Linked DNA regions of Zea mays: regions 2 and 3 are each linked to region 1. Evidence: chromatin contacts called from public Hi-C data. All regions are on one chromosome and are shown on one strand. Each heading gives the region's core, a stretch centred on a gene start, on an enhancer-like site or on the middle of the called end of the contact. The rest is flanking DNA. Distances are from core to core; before and after follow the strand shown.

The links. Hi-C and Micro-C count contacts between places; a contact is called where the count stands out from the background.
Region 2: a contact with region 1 is called in a Hi-C map of leaf, with 4 times the contacts expected there. The contact joins the promoter of LOC100193650 here to the promoter of LOC100285351 in region 1. A contact is called at or near these places in 3 of 25 Hi-C or Micro-C datasets (ear, endosperm and leaf).
Region 3: a contact with region 1 is called in a Hi-C map of tassel, with 4 times the contacts expected there. The contact joins the promoter of LOC100279146 here to the promoter of LOC100285351 in region 1. A contact is called at or near these places in 7 of 25 Hi-C or Micro-C datasets (ear, endosperm, leaf and 1 more) and 1 of 3 datasets of contacts at active chromatin or transcription factors (leaf).

The regions. Positions count from the first base shown.
Region 1 is chr5:204,513,856-204,518,681 of Zm-B73-REFERENCE-NAM-5.0, forward strand. It overlaps LOC100285351 (pale aleurone color 1), which reads right to left and starts at 2,855. Exons shown (of 2, transcript NM_001158243.1): 1 at 2,687-2,855. The coding sequence starts at 2,800.
Region 2 is chr5:204,691,194-204,696,019 of Zm-B73-REFERENCE-NAM-5.0, forward strand. LOC100193650 reads left to right here and starts at 1,834. Exons shown (of 8, transcript NM_001352256.1): 1 at 1,834-2,148; 2 at 2,432-2,522; 3 at 2,627-2,679; 4 at 2,771-2,935; 5 at 3,437-3,555; 6 at 3,804-3,921; 7 at 4,004-4,081; 8 at 4,196-4,613. The coding sequence starts at 2,014. The coding sequence ends at 4,294.
Region 3 is chr5:204,664,530-204,669,355 of Zm-B73-REFERENCE-NAM-5.0, forward strand. LOC100279146 reads left to right here and starts at 2,599. Exons shown (of 1, transcript XM_008647841.2): 1 at 2,599-3,999. The coding sequence starts at 2,611. The coding sequence ends at 3,141.

The DNA of each region.
Region 1 (4,826 bases), core at 1,605-4,104:
ATGATAAATGCCTCCGATTGGGACTTGGGGGACAATCGGTAATTTTGGATCTCATAATACTTGGGGGTTTGTTTTGTTTCCAGGTTTTGTGTGAGCACTTTCAAAGATGCATAACAAAATGTCAATTGGAATTGAAACCTAACACCATCAAAGCTTAGGCTATTCTCCCTGATTTTGGTTATTGTTGTAGCTTTGCCATCCTGTTGAACTAGAATTTATTTTGACCCAAATCATCACGCAGGATGCATTACCCAAAGTCAAGGATGGACAATCCGGTACTATCATGACACAGGACTTCAGATATGGTGGTATATGTATAATGTATAATAAAAAAAAATTAAAAAGAAGTTGATTGAAAGGTTATTCTGCAACTTGATTTGCTCGCTATTGATTTAATAAGTCTCAGAATATACCTGATTATTTGAACCTATGTATTGTCAGGAACAAATGGGGTGCGTGCAGTGGGTGGGTTCATAGAGGTAATAAGGGTTCAGGATTCAGAGGTCTGCAAAGAATCTAATCTAAGAGTAAGTGGTGTCAACAAAAGTACCAGAACTATTTTATATTTTTATTTATTAAATCATGAAAACGTCCTATACATGTCTGAGTATCTTTTCCTGACAAGGGAGGAGTATCAATTTTCGAGAATTTGGAAGTATCCGCATATCATATATGTTAGCCAAATGATGAGGGTTCCTAGATTTAGCTTAGTATCTCATCGCAGCACTTCTCTTGTACTTCTGCTTGTAAAGATAATCCTATTGCCGTTTCTCTAGAATGAAAGTGACCAAATGTTGCCGTTCTCTGGAATAGAAATGGCCAAATGTTGTCGTTTCTCTGGAATGGAAGTGGCCAAATGGGCCAAGGTTCGGTTCAGGAAAAATAAGGATGACAATTTAAAAGAAATTAAATTCCTAACAAACCAATTGTTCTCTTGGGTATCGTTTCGGCAGAAGTGGAAGACACTGCTCATTATGCCACCACTACAATGGATGAATGATTTTGTGTTATGGACTCCATGAGACTGGCGACCGGTCCTAAACTTGTTTGATCTGTAGCAATTGTTGGTGGTTAGTGTGGTTGATGAGTGGACATCTATGTAAATTTGTTCAGTCTTTGCTTTATGCTAATGGGGGCTTCATGAGTAGGATGCTACCGATAAGCTATAGTTAGCTAGTAATCCAAGCATGTATAAAAAGAATGTTGTAAAACTCCTTATTGGCTTTGAATACGAACAAAGAAATATCATATTCCAAAAAAAACAATGGCATAAAAAACACAGCATGGAGTAAAAATAATGCTGCAAAACTCTTTATCGGCTTTCAATATAAGCAAGGATAAAAAAATGGAGGCACACAGAGGTAGAAGCAGTGTTATTAAAACAACGTTTAAACGACAAAACTTTAATTAGAGATTGAATTCATGTTTTAGCGTTTTGGCGTTCTAAACTGTAAAACGCAGTGTTTCATGCGTTTTAGACCATTAGCTACTTTTGGGTTCAGTCTGTTATCTACTTTTGGGGTCCAATCCGGCTCATGGGTGAAGTTTTGGTAAGCCACTAACCTCTTTGTTTTGATATTTAACTTAATGTTATTGTCTCAAATTATGATATATTGGTATTTTTCCTGTGTTGTTTAAAACTACGTTTAAACATTGTTTAAACGTTTAAAAGTCAAAACTTCACCCATGAACGTTTCAACGTTTTATCGTTTTAATAACCTTGGTAGAAGAAAACAATGTATTTAAGCAAAGTATGTATTAGAAAACAAACAACATGCAAAACATCAACATATTAGAGGGAGGGCAAGTACAAAACTCGGCTGGAAGGGGGAAAGACCGCCCCCACGGTATTATATTAAGAAGAAGCTCAATTAGAGCCCCGGCCGAGAAAGGTCACGAAAATTGGCTCCCCGTTCAGCATGAGGGTCCACCTCCTATAGGCCAGACTATGGAGACTAGGGGGTTGAAACAATAAGCTTATGTCTGACTGTAGGTGACTGTTTGGGCCTTTTTTAGCATGCGCTAGTAGTTGCACTTAGTTAATGTCGTTAAATGTCTGCGAGAAAAAAGAGAGGGAACTGGAAAATTGACTAGAATTGCACCAGAAAGGAGCTGTTACTTGTTCAATTAAATGTCAGCCTAGCTCTGGCTACCATCAATAGTCACTACAGCAGCATATAAGCATTACTTCACCATTTTTACCCTAAACAAGGTCACCCGTGAATTAGGTTTTCAATCCAATGAAATCACCCCCAATTAATATCTTGAGTACTTAGCTTAAATGAGAGGCCAGCTGCTCAATAGAAACATAGAGCTTGACATTTTTTTCCTCGCATTGATAACAGGGCACCTCCCTCCCTCCCTCCCTCTCCCTCTCTGAGTGCAAGTGCAACCATAATAGCTAAACTGCTATTGCGCCCAATCGCTCCATACAATCTAACAATAAAAAAGAGCTAAACTGCTATTGCGCCCAATCGCTCCATACAATCTAACAATAAAAAAGTAGTAATGATTACAAGAAAAAAACAATGATCCCCAGATCACTCCCCTCAAGCAAACATAGGTATCATATGAGAAATCAAGAATCTCAGTCCATCAGTCAGAGCAACCACAATCTAACCATCCATTACATATTACGAATAGCAAAGGTGGCGTCAACAGAAGAAAAGGTTGCGAGAGATTTGACCTCGAGAAACTCCTGCGCGTAAGCCTGTGCGAGCTGCGTCTTGATCTGTTCCATAACAACGTCCGGGTTAGCGCCGGGACCTGACGACGACGGCGAGGACGAGAAGGAATCCATGGCAGGCCGCTTCGCCTTGCTTGCTCCCCAAGTCCTGCGCTGCGCGGGTGGTCGGTGGCTGGCTGCACGCTCTCTGTCGCGGAGGACTTTTTGCCGAGACGCGGCTGGTTATACTTGTCAGGGGCGGCGGGGGAGCAGCGGAGCAAAACCCTAGCAAGATGGTCGGGTTCGGCGTAAGAAAAGAAAGGTTCGGCCCATATTCACGAAGAATGCTCGGCCTACGGAGGACCGTAAGGCCCATGGGACTTGGGTGTGATTCAACTATGCGCAGGCCGGTCTATTCAGATATACATACCCATTTCCATTTGCACGCTGTGGGTATGTTGTCGCCTTACCTTTGTTTTGTTTTGTTTTGTTTTGTTTTGAGACCGCCTTATCTTGCTTCAGTCTGAATGTTCTGAGGCATGAGCAGATTTGTAACGAGGGTATTTACAAGAAATAAGCCGCTACTTTGGACTGTAATTATCGTATGCCCTCGGATGACGGTCTACTCTCACCAGTGCCTCCGTTGCATCAAGTGGTACAGGTGCAGCGAAGTAAAATTAAGGGCGCGCACGAATGAGTACAAGCTGGTGGGGGCTAACACACGGCTGCAGACTGTCGCGCCCGGCTGCGCCGCTGTCCTCGCACCTGCCTCTGCCCACGGTCCACCTCGAGCCATCCAAATACATCGCTCAAGCGTCCGTGCAGGTGGGCAGAGGAGCATGGGGACGGAGGAGGACGTCGTCTCCAGTCCCCCTCAATCATGGCAGCAAACAGTGTGGGCGTCGTCTCCACCCACGGCCGGGTCGCCGTTGCCACTCGCTACCCACGCACAGGGAGAGAGAGAGAGGAGCAGCGCAGCCGGCGACAGCTACGCCTCTTCGTGCAACGAGCCAACGCCGCCCGGGTCCCACCGCCTGCCTGGTGCGGCTGCTGGTGGGCTTCAGTTTGCAGCATTGGGCTGATCTGGGCCGGCCTGCTGCCCCGCTTGCCTTGGGTTCTTCTGCCGATGGGCCTGCCGGATAACTGTGCCAAGCTCATTGTCACATCGACGAACTCGTTGCCGTCGTTGTCAAAAAGGAAAAAAACGAAGGGAGCTTCGGTCCGGAGATGTGTCTATCTCTCCGCGCGCGCGCGCTCAGTCAGTTTTCCACTCGAACTGGACTGGCTTTTCATCTTTCTTCGACCAGCGCGTGGCGAGGCGGCGCCATCATACCCGTTCGTGCGCTCGTAGGACACAGCCCAACACCTGTCTGTCAGCAGCTAATACGGTTTATATGTCCGTGTCGACTACATGCGTGATGGGTTCTAGATGCGCCGCTATGCATCTACCACATGTCCAATCAAGGAATGGATGGATCAAAAGGAGACCAAAGCGGACGACAGCGTCCACACGTCGTCCCATCTCACTCCTACCTTCACCAGAAGGCCGTTATCCTCTCTTGGATCAGCACCGCACCACCAGGCTCCAGGGGAACAGAACAGGGTACCCTGTCCTAACGGACGGCACCACGTAGTAGTACAATGAATGCATCGACGGCAGGCATGGGCAATTAAATAAAGTTCGTTGATGGATTGGAGGGAGGGAGGGAGGGCGACGAAACAAAAGCATGGGCAGGTTTTTGCATGCATGCGACGCTCTGCATCAGATCTGCCGCTGCGCCGCGCGGACAGACGCGACTGGCTGCTCCTCGCTCTGTTGCAACAAGGCTGCGCTGCGTGCTCGAGCCTGCGCTCGAGACTACCTGTCGTCGTTGACATGCACTGACACCTCGTTCGTTTTTTTGCAGCGTTTGTTTCTCCTTTTTCGTTTCATCTTTAAGGCTACTTCTGGCCAGCAGGTTATTATTGCACTATCAGGGTTCTCAAATATTTATCACCGGCTAATTCATTTTTAACTAAATCGCGACAAATAAAAAAGAGCGGAAGAGTAATTATTAAGCCCGGCTGAATGTTGTAAGATCTACATATATAATACAATTAAAGGCTCAGTTTGTATCTATTATAGGTAATAGTTAGCTGTAAAAATTACATGTAGACATCT
Region 2 (4,826 bases), core at 584-3,083, 180 kb after region 1:
TTCTTACTCTAGCGTAGGGTCGGCAAGCTGATGAAGTTCTTCTAGTATCCCCGGCCGTCAGTCAAGGAGTTGCTCGATCAGACAGCTCAAGGATGGTCGATCGGCCGGGTTCAGCGCGGTGTAGAGGGGGTGGTCTACGCGTGACGGTGTGGAGAAAAATTAGCTTGTTTTCTTGTTCAATCCCTTCCAAATTCTCTTGTCACCAAACTGGTCCTTATGGATGTAAGGTTGCCGTGAAGATAAAAGAAGATAACGAAAAATGGAATAAAATAAATAAACTGTTCGATTAATTGGCCTCGCCGGTAATACGGCATTGTTCTTCCCCAACATGTCGAGGCCTTCACGGCCAGCAGAGATTTGGCATCCACGAACTGCGATCGTGCAACTTACCGTGAACCTGGGCCTCCTATCGATCGAACCCACCGGGTCTGCTCGGATGGTGCCTGAAAAATGCCGAGCTTTTGGAGGACGCAGAGGAACCGATTCGTGATCTTCAATGAGAAAGAATAGTTTCTGTCGTGTGGCCAGATTAACGTGCAGTGCACATGGACTGCGAGAAACGAGTGAGGAGGGCAGGAAATGTGATGTGTTCATGAGCAGTGAAACGCTGAGAAATACGCGCAACAGTCTGAAGAGATGAGCACCAAAAGCGACAAAGAAACGAAAGATGCCATCGGATGATCGGAATCGGCATTCATTGGTACGGTTGTCTACTTTGCCAGGGAATTTGTGCGTGATATCAGGTACGCCATCCATTCGGGAGGAATGTTCTGCTTTAAGGCTGTCTCCAACAAGGTTCCCTAAATTTGATCCCCTAAAGGAATATTCTTTGTCCTTTACAGCACTCTCTAAAAGATTCTGTACTATATATCTTCTTCATCTCCAGCAATATCCTCTAAATTCCATCATCTATATCAACAGTGTACTAGATTTGACATTCTATATTATTTTTTATTACTCGTCACCACGTGACCTTACAGACACAAAAAGGTGTACAGTGTATAGAACACCCTCTACAGATAGGGGACGCATGCCATCCTCTAAATTTTAGAGGACGCTTTAGAGTTCCTTGCTGGAGGGATAAAGGACCTGACCGTCCTCTATATTTAGAGTACAGAACCATTTACAGTCTCCTGCTGGAGACAGCCTTGTATCTAGTAGGGAGTACTCCAAACACCAAACCTGCAAACGAACTTTCAGAGCTCGCTCTGCTGCTGTAGTCCCATGACCAAACAACCGGAAATATTCGCCAGTTACCAAACAACATGATCTCATCCCATCCATCGCCTACCCGCTGAGGAGAGACCGGTGCACCAACAACAGTGGAGACTTCAAACGCCGTAGCATACGTACGTACATCAGATACTGTATGATGTATGCGAATTTTCCGTTCGTCGGGCTCCAGATTTGCGGTAGGTTCGGGGTTGTTCAGAGCAACAATCACGGACGAGCCCCCGGTAACATGCGTCACCATCTCAGATGTCAACTCTCCAGCCCGGCCGGCGTGCGAAACATGCCACAGATCCAACAGCTGATCCAGTCCAGACCGCGCCCGATTCATCATCAACACCGAAAGCCCAAACCCACTGTGGCTGCTGATCTCAGCCGGCTGCCCGGCTCGATCGACCAACCCCTGCAACCACAACGCGAAAGCGACGTTTCCAAACTCGAATCGGCTCCACCGTTGCAGTTTGAGCCCAGCTAGCTAGTTAATCGATTGATTATATCGGATTAATCAATCCAGGCACGGGTGGTGGTGTGTACGTGTGATATATAGGAGTATAAACATAGCGCGAGCGGCCCATACCCAACAACAAGCCAACCGCCAACACAGCCGGACACCAACCTGTGGTCGCGACGCCACCCGGCCGTATAAATCCACGCCGCCCCGTCGCCGCCGGATCCTGCCAGTGCCAGCACACCACGGGTTTCCCCTGTCGGAGAGAGGACGCCTTTTGGTGCTGTCCCTGTACTTCTCCTTTCGAAAGGATCTCTCTGCGCGCCGGGGCGGCGATGGCGGCGGCGCCGGCGCCCCTGCCGGCGCCCGTCGCAGACTGGTGGGAGCGCGTCAACGGCTCGCCGGCGTGGCAGGACGGGATCTTCTGGACCCTCGCCGTCCTCTACGGTGCCATTGCTACCGCCTCATTCGTAAGCGTCTCGTCTTCTTCTGTGAATATGGACGCCTGCCAGTAGAGAAAGATGCGTGCTTTCGTGCCTCTGTGCTGAATTATTTACCCAGACGTGATACCATCAAAGGAATAAGCAGGCGCCCGTTGATGCCTTCATCATGTCATTGCATGAGAATAAGCATTAGTATCTTTCTTTATACGGTTATACCTGTGGTTGACATGCGATGCTGGCTGTTAAAAGAATAAATTGAGTATTTGAAAAACGGAAGAAGAAAAAAAAATGATCGTACTATGCCATGCAGATCCAAGTTGCCAGGATACAGTGCAGAGTCCCTGAATATGGATGGACAACCCAAAAGGTCTTCCAGTTCCTGAATTTCGTGGTCAATGGGGGTATACAGTTCAATCCTTGTTGCAGAAAAGACATCACATATGCTCTCCTTCTTGCTCATCTGTCTGTTGTTTACTGCTAACCTTGCTGTATTTCAAATCTGCAGCCAGGTGCTCTATCTTTGCTTTCCGTCGCCAAGTGCAACAAGTGAACCCTCCGGTTTGGACGCCTTAACTTTGTCCTGTAATGTAAATGATAATTTCAATTTGATCGTCCTAGCTTGGATTGCTCACGTTCATTTGTATTCCAGATCTTTCAGCATGTTATTCTTGATCTTCCTGGCCTTGCATTCTTCACTACCTATGCACTGTTAGCGCTTTTCTGGGCCGAGATACTTTACCAAGCACGTGGAATAATGACTGATCGACTTAGATCAGGTTTCTACATCATTAATTGTGTTGTTTATGCATTGCAGGTAAAGCATGATCTTTCTATTTACTAAGTCTAGTGCTAATTCAGTTTGTATAAATTTTTCATGCATTGTGTGTCTCTTTGCTGAACGGCATTAACATTTTTAATTTCTTTGTATATGGTGCTATTCCACATTATTAGAGGCCTTTCTTTTAAGAAAAGACATTATTAGAAGCCAATTGGAATTGTAGAAGAATTCATTACTTTGGCATAGCGAGAAAAAATATTTCTGATATTTAAAACTCTAATGTCAAAATATAGATTCTTACTAACTCAAATATAAAGTAGTTAGCAGCAGATAAAGATAGTGCACAGAGTAAAAGGAAGTATCTTTATTTGTTAAATTTTGGTTGATTCTTTTATGGATGATTGATTCGTTTTGTATTAAAGAATTGCTCATTTTTTTCCTTGAACAAAAATCTTCTTATTTCAGTTGTTCATATGTTTACATTGAGTATCCTGTTATTATATTCAAGACATTCTGATGGAATTATTCTGTCTTCAGGGTTTTCTGTGGTTGTGGCTGTGGTGGAATCCAAATCATTCTATGCTAGTCACTTCTAAGTTATTCATTGCAGGTCTTTCTTTTTTCACTGCCTTGGGTTTTCTGATCTATGGAGGAAGGCAAGATCATGAATACTACTCAATGCTTCTTTAATAAAGTCATTAACAACAATGCATGGATTTTTTTATTTTATCTTTTTGTTAGCCAATTGGATTGACTAGGTTGTCTGCAAAACATGTACCGCAGAAGTATAAATCTAAAAAGTGTTACGTTAGTACTTAGTGATATGCATCAAGTTCAGGGTTTGATCTAGCTACCGCACTACATACAAATATGCAGTATGCACTTACATTTCTTGTTTGTTCAGGCTTTTCATCATGCTGAAATATTTTCCTATTGAGTCAAAAGGGAGGCAACAAAAGCTGAGAGAAGTCGGCAGAGTTGCCACCATATGTTTCTGTTGTTTCTCGGCACGATGCATAATGGTAAAGATTTTCTTCCACTGGAAGTTGTGCAGGTTTAGCTCTTACATTTCGTTCACGAAATTTGCAATGTCATTTCTTGCAGATGTGCTTCAATGCATTTGACGAGGAAGCTGACCTCGATGTTCTTGACCATCCAGTTCTGAATTTGTTCTATTACCTGGTATGTATGAAGTTTGCAAAGCACGAAATTAAGCCTCCTGCTCCAGTGTGGCAACTTCGAATTGATACTTACCATAACTCTGATGTTCCACTGTTCTTACCATCTTTTCTGCAGCTTGTGGAGATTCTCCCTTCATCTCTTGTCCTGTACATTCTAAGGAGGATTCCTGCAAAGCTACGGCTATCCCAGTATCACCCCGTCAGCAGCAGCTAGAGACGATGCATTACCATCTGCTGAGCCAAAAATGGTGACTGCTGTCAAGCCATGAAAAATCAACTGCAATGCCCTCTATATAATATTTGTATTGGTAGCCTCTCTGCAAAATATATATAGGGATAAGACTTGCCTCGGTTATTTCTTTTCTAGACCCTACTCACATGGAAGCCATCCAATATTTTTCCTAGCTCACCTATTGCTAACCCTGTTAGTTCAATCTGCTAATTTTATGATTTTTAGTGTTTGAGCATAATGAAGGAAAGCACCATTGTAAAAACTGAACTACATGAAAAGTTGAACATAGATTTTTTTTCCCTGGAGATGAGTTTAACAGTGAGTTGCCCTTTGGAATCATTGAACTTGTTTTGGTATTCTTCCTCATGTGACTTGTAATGCTTTAGATTATCTCCGTTTCAGTAATCAGAATGTGCGAGGAAGCTGCCAACGTCTTTACTCCATAACCATAAAATGTACATCCTATTAAGTAGGAGTAGAGAAGACAATACATGTTCAATATGGACAGTTTATA
Region 3 (4,826 bases), core at 1,349-3,848, 150 kb after region 1:
AGCAGTTGTGCTTGCTTCGAGTTCATGCACCGAATATTGTCGCGGTTGGTAGCACGTTACGATGGGCTGTTGTGTTGAACAGACATGGTCCAGATATTATGGCACAAGTAGATACTGGGCCGAATATAGGCTCAACTATCTAGAAATAAAATGTAACGCATGCCATAGGCCTCTTCTGCCGCTGGCAATTGGCATGGTTAGTTCGTCAAATCTCCATCGGACAGATTTTTGGCCCACCGTGGTCCTACCCGAGAAGCCTCAGCGACTCAGTTCGTAGTTTCGTTTTTAGTTCGATGCCGCTACAGGCATAGGTAGGATTGCATGAGTCTCGTATGTGTAAAAGATATAAATAAATCACATTAATCATAAATAATTAAGACTAAAACACGTAATTCAACTTGATTCCTTTGAAATCAAAGAAAGCACAAATTCAGAAACAAAAGCGAACAAAGGTTAAATATTTACCTTTCTATCTCAAAGCAGATAACTTATTATTCATGAGAGAGATGGTTCCATTTTATGACCCCTTGATCTAAAACCATACTCGCCCCATTAAACTCATGTTGGCCACGTGCTTTTTGAACTTGCTAGGTGAAAGCCCTTTAGTGTGAGGATCCACAAGCATTTGCTCGGTAAATATATGTTCAAGTTCAATTATTTGATCTTGGACTTTCTCCTTTAACATAATACATAATGCCAATGGGTTTGGCAACATTACTTGACTTGTTGTTATAGAAGTAACATACTGCTGGTTCAATATTGTATTGTAGCTTCAATAGTTTTAATATATTGCCTACAACTTTTAAACCAGGTACAAACTTTAAGCCATATAGCCTGCCTCGCTGCCTTGTAATATGCAATAAACTCAGCATACATTGTCAATGGTGCAATGATTATTTGCTTCGAGTTTTCCATGATATAGCTACTCTTACGAGTGTGAGTATGTAACCTAATGTGGACTTCCTATCTTCTTCACATCCCCTATAATCTGAATCTGAGTATCCTATAATCTCAAGGCTACTTTGTTTTCTATATATTAACATGAGGCGTTTCGTACCTTACAAATATTGCAAGACTTTTTTAATGGCTTTTTAGTGTTGTATTCTCGAAATCTTTTGAAATCTGACAAGCATCCTAGATATGAATAATGTCAAGTCAGAGCATACATTTTGCTTTCAATAGTCAAAGCATATGAAACCAACTTCATTGGATTGATCTCATGTTGGTTCTTTGGACCTTGATCAATTCCCAAATTATCGCCCAGGACTATACATGAGCTGGTGTGTAGTTAAACGTATGTATACTAAAATTATTAAGAACATGTTGTATATATATCTTCTGTGATAGATCTAATACATCTTTATTTCTATCTTGGTGAATCTCAGTTCCCAATACATAAGATATCTCCTCGAGATATTTCATATCGAAGCGTGAGGATAGAAACCTTTTAGTCTCTAATTGCATATTCTTATCACTGCTTGCTAATAGAATATCATTCACATACACCATAAGGAATATGATTTTCTCATTTTTATTATATTTGTCTTCTGAGTTTTTTAAACCTATTATTATTATTATCATCATCATCATCAAATTTAAGATATCACTATCTCGACGCTTACTTTAATCTATTAATGAATTTCTTTAGATGAGAGACGCGTAGACTTGAGAGAACAGAGGTGGGCGAGAAGCGATGTGTGGGGTACGTGCTAGGTATGTGGAAGAGACGAGGAGGGTCAAGCGACAACATAGCCCCATGGGAACGGAGAAGAGGGACACGCAATGTAACTGCTCCTTGCGCGCGAAGGAAGGGAGCAGAGCGAGCAAGCCCACAGAGGCAAGGTGATTAATTTTTCGGGATGACGACATGGCCCATGGAGCATGGTTTCCTTCTCCAGAGGATGAGAAACCAAGGATCAGCCTCTCAGGCGCCTAAATCGTGAGGCGCCATGGCTTACGGGCTCCATGGCGCATGCAGCTGTAAGGTCGTGCTGAGGAGACCGTGTGTATATGTCCGTGTAAAATATTGTTGTACTATAGAGCATACTTTTTATATAGGAGAGTTTAGAATAGAGAGTTACATTGGAATGTGATAGCAAGACTGTTAGAACTACAAGAAGGCAAGACATGATTGACAACGATAGAGGGGAAGACTGATATGTGCTTTGACAAGTGAGGTTGGATGCGTGCGACGAGGATGTAGCCCATTGTTAAGGATGGTGATGGTTCATGATCCAAATATTTATTCATAATAAATTAAGGTCATTAAATATTTTTAGTTTAAAATAAATATAAGCCAAAGTCTGACCATAGTCTACTTTAATTTTTAAATTTTATAGTTTAAAATGTAGAGACCATTAGCACCCCTACACGTAGGATTGAGGGGAGGACGGACGCAGGGCGATGCTCGTGGGCGTGGTCTCGTACTCTCGTGGACCGACCGGCGAGTCATGTGACGTGATCTCGGATAAGCGGATAAGGTGCCATCGCTGGCTCGCTGCCGTTGGTCACATCTCGCGGTGCAGCGCACCTAGCAGTACTCGCTCCGCCCAAGAGCCGAACCGGACGTCCTATCCTACGCGCGCACCAGGGGCCAGGGGGCCATGGGCAATGGCCTTGGCCTGCGACTGCAAACCAGCAGGCAGCAGCCGCGCCCACCGGACGCCGAAGCGAACAAAACTATCCTGGCCCCACCGTCCCATATCCATGAATCCAACCCAAACCCTAAACCCAATCCATGGACCATACACACACCGAGGCGCCCGTAGGCCGTACCCAATCAATTTTCCTACCACCGCCGCACCACCGGACCGTTCATTCCCGCTTTTCCCAGCCCCGCGCTCCCGCTCCCGCTCCCGCGCCCGCGCCCGCGCCCGCGCTGCTCCTCCTCCCTCGTCTTGTGAGGCCGACAGCCGGAGAGGCACAGCGCACCAAATGATTCTGGTGGCCATCGTGGCGGAGCTGCTGGAGGAGTACACGGCGCTGGTGGCGCGCGTGCTGGAGCAGCTGCTCCACGGCGCGCCCTTCCCGCGCCGCATGCGATTCCTCATGCTCCGGAGCCTCCCCTTCGCCACGCCGCCGCTCCCGCCGCCGCCGCCAGCGCACGCGCTCCACGTCGGCGCGCCCTCCCCGCCCCTCTGAGTCAGAGTACTGTTCCTCGACGTGTTTCAGCGTTTGGTACGTAAGTTCTCATCTCGGTCATGAAAGAAAAGGGTAGCGAATGTGAATCTGCGCTGCCTCCGATCCTCTCCTCGTTGTCTCGTTGAGAAGCCTCAGCAAGAGCAGTTTCAGTGTCCACGGATCTGCTGTGTAAATTCTTTGCTTAGTTTGTCCGAGTAATATAATAGCAGTGATTAATGAGCAGGTGATTCGGAGTTGTTCTTCTTCTCCGTATTTTGCCAGTTTGGATAGCTTCAGCGCAGCTGCCTACCTGGTTCTGGATGTGACTAGAGTTTACTCTTCTCCAGTGGCGTCACGGTCAGGAGTAGCTAGCAGCCTAGCAGGCGTCTGGAAATTTCGGACAGACACGTGGCAGCCCATGCTAGCTTCCAGGCGTTGGACCATGATCTAACGCTGGCCGCAGAATCGCTGTCGCTGGCGAGAAGGGACTGCGGGTGGGACTGCCGTCTCATTCTTTTGGTGACGTGTGCGAGGGGATCCAAATCCAAGGGACGAGACGACATGCAAGTGTTGCTTCAATCTTGGCCCTTAATTCTCCGAATACTCTTCGTCATCTTCACTACCACCGAGTTCCCGGTTCAAATCCAAGGGACTGCCGTCTCATTCTTTTGGTGACGTGTGCGAGGGGATCCAAATCCAAGGGACGAGACGACATACAAGTGTTGCTTCAACCTTGACCTCGTTCGTTCGTTCACTTTAGTATACAATAGTAATCACACTATAAACACGGTTATTGTGATCTCGTAAGACTTATAAGTGTCTCATGGTTAACTACAATTATGTGTGTAAGTGTCAAATAATACATGCAAGTATCAAGGGTTGGATGTGTCTATTTCTCACTCCTAATCACTAGGTATAATCTAGAGCAAGCAATAATATAACAGACTAACTAATCAAAATACTTTATAGAGCATCTACGCTAATCCATGAGTGATTTTTAATTTTTTGGGGTCTAGAGTTATAGAAATGGAGTATCAACTTTATAGAGCACATACGCTAAACACTTTATAGAGCACCTACGTTAATTTAAACAAAACTGTTGGATCCTTGGCTAAAACTAGAGACCTCTATAGATGAGAAATATGAGTGCTTAAGCCCTGAGCTAAAATAAATGGTAGCCAAGTGATACTAAACTTGTCGGGGACCATAATTAGGGGTACCCTCAAGGCGCCTAATTCTCAGCTGGTAACCCCCATCAGCATAAAGCTGCAAAGGCCTGATGGGTACGATTAAGTCAGGGATCAGTCCACACGAGTGACTCGATCACGCTTCACCCGAGCCTAGCCTCGGCCAAGGGCAGCCGACCTCGAGAGACTTCCGTCTCGCCCGAGGCCCCCCTTTTTACGGCGGACACATCACCGGCTCGCCCAAGGCCTTGGCTTCGCTCAGAAGCAACCTTGACTAAATCGCCACACCGACTGACCAAATTGCAGGAGCATTTAACGCAAAGGTGGCCTGACACCTTTATCCTGACACGCGCCCCCGGCAGAGCCGAAGTGACCGCCGTCACTCCACCGCTCCACTGGCCAGTCTGACAGAAGGACAGCGCCGCCTGCGCCACTCCGACTGCGGTGCCACTCGACAGAGTGAGTCTGACAGGCAGTCAGGCCTTGCCAAAGGCGCCACGACAAACTCCGCTCCGCCCG